2 separate regions of the Mus musculus genome follow, and region 2 is linked to region 1. Evidence: chromatin contacts called from public Hi-C data. All regions are on one chromosome and are shown on one strand. The core of a region is the stretch at or near the end of the contact, and the rest is flanking DNA. Distances in the headings are between cores, read along the strand shown.

Region 1 (2,700 bases), core at 3-2,502:
CCAGGCAGTCTAGCAGTGGCTGTTTACATGGTAGAGAGGTTGAGGATGTGTTAACAGTTCTGTCCATGAGGGTAGATGCTCCAGCAGTCCCAGTCTGGCACTGAAGGAGGCCTGGAGGATTCAGTCCACCTTCGAAGGTCAACGTAACTAGATTGCCCACTTCAGGGAAGAATAGCAGCAGCCACAAAATGCATGCACCTACCAGCAGGGCCTGAAGGTGAGCAGGCAAAGCAAGCCCTGAATTTTCCTCAGACTTCTTTATGTCTAGGTGGCCAGCAGAAGGCACTATCTACTCTGAGGAGCAGTCCTTCCAGGATATATCCTCACAGCCCTACCCAGAGCTCCAGATTGATCCCCAATCCCTCCCTGCTTACACTACATAAAATCCTCTAGTAACTGCCCTCCATCCTGAACAACCTCAGGGTTCCCTTGCCATCAAGCCCCTCCCTGACCATTGTCTGTCGTCCCCCCCACTTCCCCCTTTCACTTTACTTTGGGGCCATGCCTAATTGATCTCGGTCCATTTAATTCTTTTTATTTACTATACATCCTTGTTCCTGCTTTGATTTGTCTATGCTCTCTTTCCTACCTGTTACCCAGCTACATCTAGTTCATCATTTAAGCGTCTGATTGGCTATCATCCTGGGAAAGTCATCATTTAAGCGTCTGATTGGCTATCATCCTGGGAAAGTATCCCGAAGCTCCTCCAGTACGAGATGAGCTTATTGTTCTCTGTCTGTGCTTCTTAGCTCCCTGGCCCCTCACCCTAACATAGCATTTGGTGACACTTGATATCATCTGTGTATGTGTCATCCCCCACATTTCCAGCTGCTACTTGAGGCTAGAGCATGCTATTCATCATCATATAACCTGTACCCCATAAATTTCCTGGCAGAGTCAGTCCTGAGTACATTCCCGTTGGGTGGAATACCAATTTCTCTCATCTCAGGATACATAAAATGATTGCTGATTTCTTATAGTCTCTGCATGCCAACTTTCAAATCTGGGAGCACAGCGGTTCTCTTAATACATAAAAATAAGTGAGCACTCCTGTGCAAACTGACATGCTCTTTTCCTAGACCCCTGCTTTCTCTGTGGCACTTACTTCTCCAAGCCTTAGACTACACCCATGAGTTAAACACGGCAATCAAGGTCCTATTGGTCATCTCAGAAGATTTTACAACCTCAAGCATAATGTCTCAGATGGTCCTCATAGTTTAAAAGGCAGACTGGGTGGGGCAAGTACTTCCTCTGGAACACTCTGGATCCTCTTGCTGGCTGCCTTGCTGGCAGCTTATCTCGGTGATTATTTCAAGACTCCCATTTCCGTGGCATCGTTTGCTGTGTTGTGACATTCTCTGTTGAGGAAGGATCAGCCAGACTTCCTTTGAAACAATCACTTTGAAGATAAAATTGCTGCCTTCAAGTATTTGTTCAACAAATATCAGCTGAATACTTACAATGGGTGCTGGTGACACATTGAAAAGATGAGAATTCTCTCTTAAGTGGAACTTATATCCTTCAGGAAGAAAGATGGAATAAGCATGGTGAAGCATTTCAGGTAGTTTTATAAAAATAAAATAAGGATGATTAGAAGTGTGGAGAGCCTGCATATAACATGAGGAGATGAACGTTGGTGGTCAGTCACTTGTCATATTCCCAGAACAGTCCTTAGCACATGCTTAGCAATGTGAATCAGTGAGCTAATTGTTTTTGTCATTAACTAAAATATTCACTTTACTTTCTAGAATTCTTGGCTCCTTAATTTAACAGATTAATGCCCATACACTTCTAAAATCAAGTTCACATTTAACCAAATTCTCTCGAACATTTTTATATAAAGAAACAGTATTTTATAAACCTAACAAGCAAAATTCTATTAAATATCCATGTACTATTTAAGCAATTGATAGGCTGAAGTCCCTTGAACCAAAACTGTTGAATTAAAATCTAATTATATCACATACCTCAAACGGCAATCATTTTATGTATTAAACAAGATGGTTTTCAAACAACTAATTCCTATGATGCTTAAAACATAAAAACACACAGCTTTGGGTTAAATCAATATAAGCATCTTGAAATCAGCTTTATAAGATGTTTTCCTGAGCACTTAGACTCTGTCTATACTTGACAAGTTAAAACCAGGCTTGGTGGCACACACCTGTAACCCCCCAGGACTCCAGAGACTAAGGCAGAAGGATTGTCAGAAGCTTGAAGCTAGCCTGAGCTACATAGTGACACCTATCTAAAAGAACACACCCAAAGATAGAGAAAAATAAGTTATCCTAAATATGGCTATTAAAATGATGAATTTAGTAATGTTCTAGCATCGCAGATTGTTGTTAGGCATGTGCCTTATTAATCAAATAAGTCATGCATCGTGGTACAAATATGGGCCTGTAGCCCCTGAATTTGGGAGGTAAAGGCAGGAAGGTCAGGAACTTAAGGCTTGTCTCAACTGTGTGTCAAGTTGAAAGTCAGCCTGGGCTACGTAAGACCATGCATGTCTGTTTTGTTTTGGTTTTTTTTTTTTAATCTAGACATATAAATTTAAAGTAAAACATAAGACAAAATTAGTGTCACAAAATACAAATTGCTTCTGAGTAAATACACTTGTGCAAAAGCTTCATTACTTTGCCATTTACAAATCCTATGCATCGCACCTGTCATTGCAAAGTTAATTTTCCAATTAATAGG
Region 2 (2,770 bases), core at 39-2,538, 210 kb after region 1:
TGGGGAAGGTAGGAGTGACTCAGGTCCTTATTTGCCTTTTAGTAGCTCTAGGAGCTCAGGTGTGTTGTTGTCCCTCTGAGACTGGCGTTCGTTACTTTCAGATATCCAATACTATTTAGCCCTAATAAAGCAGGGCCAATGATAGCCCTCTTATAAATCACATGGGAAAACCAGCGGTAGCAAGAAATGGCTACCCACAGTTAGAAAACCGTCTAAAGGCAAAGTAGAAGAGTTCCTTATGTCAGTGCCACACAGACTTTGTCTTTTGGCTCACACAGGGAAATATCTCTGTACAATCTTGGCCCGTGATCTCTAACAAATGTTTGGTGGTCTTGAAATAGTAAGTCTACCTCTAAGGTGAAAGGCTTAGTTTTATGTGTACCTATGTATGGGTGGTGGTGGTAGGGACTGAACCTAAGAAACTGTGCAAGAAAGACAAGCACTTGTGTATACCAGGCTTTGACCTCAGCCCATTTTTATCTTAACATTACTGTCTGTCCAACACTTAGTGCACAGGCTCCTTGGGATACCATAGCTTTGTAGGTCAGTGATGCTGGATATGGGCCACTCCTGGGCTCTGTTTCTTGTGAAGATGCCGTAGCCTTGGCCTATGGATTGTTAAACTGCCCCTTTGGCTGTGTTCTTACAGACTCTACTGAGCCAGGACCAACTCCTGAATGACCCGCCTGGCTGTCCCTGATGCTGGTGACTACAGATGACATTCTTCATGGCTGAGAGCCTAGAGAGGCACACGTGGAGCCCCAATGTTCACCTCAATGGGGAGTTGGCACAGAGCCACCAAGAGATGGAGCTTATGGGCCTCTTTGGATGTAGGCGTTGACCGGAGCAAAAGCAGAGGGGTGGGACAGGTGTCCAGTCGTGTCCCCGCGTTTCCCTGTGTTGTCAGCGCTTGCTTTCCACTGCAACTTTTCTACCTTTTGTACTTTTATATGCCAACTGCAGCTGATCCTGCAGAGGTGAAGGTGAGGTGGTAAATGCAGAACAAAGACAATGAGCTGTTAGTTCATGAAAGCCTGTGATTGGAGGTGGGGAAAGGTTGTATAAGCTGTTCTGTGTGTCCTGCAGTGGCTGAGTGAAATGATTTGGGGGAGGGGTAGTGGACCCTCTGGGGCAGCTTCATAGAAGTATGCATGTCCACTTCCAGAAGCCTGGGCCTGTGAATCAGGACTCTCCTCTTGATCCCCCAACAGCTTTCATCTACCCTCATTCCAAGACACACATTTCCCCCTCACCTGCCTCAAGTACAGTGTCTGGTCAAACACCGCCCCCTAGTGGACTGTCTCTAAACTCAAACTTCATTGTTTTTTCCTGTTGTGTCTCATACAAGCCAGTTCCCTCCCAGGCCATGACTGTTCTAGTTCCAGCCTTGCTGTCTGATCGCTGCTCCTGGTTTTCTACTTGGTCCCTCACTTTCCTAGATGATCCCTGCCAACCATTCTCCACTTCTGTCACCTAGTCACATTTCTGCTTTGAATTCCTTTGAATGCCACCTTTCCACCATCATGCCAACCTTTGTGAGTCCACCGATTTGTGTTTGCTTCACTTCCTTTATTCTTTCTTTTGGTTCCAAATCCACTTTGCCCTTCAGCATTGTATGCCTCTGAGATGTTCACAGTTCACTTTAAGGTTATATGCACATGTGTACCCGATACACAAACCAGCTGAGCTGCTGTAGTCTGTGTGGCCTAAGTGAGTTCCAAGTGTACTGCTTTTAATCAAGTTGCCAGTCACCACTATCCTTGGTCTTCCGTGCAGATGTCATTGGCACCTCCTCTAGCTAGGAAAGCCAAAAGCATCTCCAGGCTTTGTCCAGTGACGAGTGAAATCACCAGAAGGTCTACGGAATGAAAGATCCAATGATGTGGAATGAGTCCAGTGGTGAAAGGCTTTGCAGCTGACCCTGGTGGCACATGCTTGTAATCCTAGTTATTATTAGTTGGAAAGCTGAGATAGAAGGGTTGTGGGGTTCACAGATGACTTGAGCTACAGAGTGAGTTCAAGGCTAAGCGGGGCAATGTAGCAGAGAGTGAGCCGTTGTGTCTTTCCCCGAGGAGGTCATTATGAAAGAATACACTGAGTACAATTGGGTGAATGAACGTGGGAGTGTCCCTCCCTGGCCTGTTTGAGACGGAGTTTGGTCCCCTGTGGGTGAGATTCAAGGATATAGCAGAGCTCCAGGGAACCCCATTCCTCTCTTTTTTTTTTTCTTGTACCCCCCACCCTCCCGTATGCACACACACACACACACACACGCACATTGAGTAGCAAATCCTGCAGCAAGTGCTAACACTGCAGCTACTTTGCCAGTTCTTCCGAAAGGACATAAAATTAAACAGATCCAGGTTTAAAGACAACTCTGCCACCCACTGTCTGAATGGCTGGGGAAATGCATGACTAACGCTGTCTGTTTCCTCCTGTGTGACTTAGAGAACAAAAGCTCCGCAGAACCTCTGGCCCATTAGGAAGATTATAAGGAATGGAGTTGGGGTGAGCTTTAACCCCTGCAGTAGCAGAGCACCAGTATGTTATTCTTACTTTGACCTGCAGGTGGCAATAGTGGTCCCTGTATCGTCTGGTTTGAATGATGGGATTTGAAGCACAGCTTCTGGGAAATGGGAAATGAAGAAACTTAACCATGCCAACTTTGACACAGTGCCAAGGTGGAGGATACTAAAATATAAATATCCCCAATGTTGCCATCTGCTGTACAAAATGCAGGGAGTCAGAAAGGGATTCCTGGAGCCCACCT

The links. A called contact is a pair of places that touch in the nucleus more often than the background predicts.
Region 2: a Hi-C map of the N1E-115 cell line shows a contact between it and region 1, with 7 times the contacts expected there. The contact joins two enhancer-like sites. A contact is called at or near these places in 8 of 484 Hi-C or Micro-C datasets (the N1E-115 cell line, adipose-derived mesenchymal stem cells, cerebellar granule neurons and 2 more), 2 of 115 datasets of contacts at active chromatin or transcription factors (both in embryonic stem cells) and 2 of 9 other capture datasets (adipose tissue and liver).

Annotation. Positions count from the first base shown.
Region 1 is chr7:107,539,004-107,541,703 of GRCm38.p6, forward strand. All of the region lies in intron 6 of Syt9 (synaptotagmin IX), which reads left to right. Among named protein-coding and RNA genes, the nearest start is that of Olfml1, 27 kb to the right of the region's middle. Within about 2 kb of position 1,253, at least 3 of the 459 cell types and tissues checked have an H3K27ac peak or open chromatin away from gene starts, as enhancers often do. A contact at or near this core is called in the N1E-115 cell line, where this site is marked.
Region 2 is chr7:107,746,898-107,749,667 of GRCm38.p6, forward strand. It overlaps Cyb5r2 (cytochrome b5 reductase 2), which reads right to left. Exons shown (of 9, transcript NM_177216.4): 9 at 1,558-2,770. It also overlaps a transcript of Ppfibp2 not described here. Among named protein-coding and RNA genes, the nearest start is that of Cyb5r2, 9.7 kb to the right of the region's middle. Within about 2 kb of position 1,289, at least 5 of the 459 cell types and tissues checked have an H3K27ac peak or open chromatin away from gene starts, as enhancers often do. A contact at or near this core is called in the N1E-115 cell line, where this site is marked.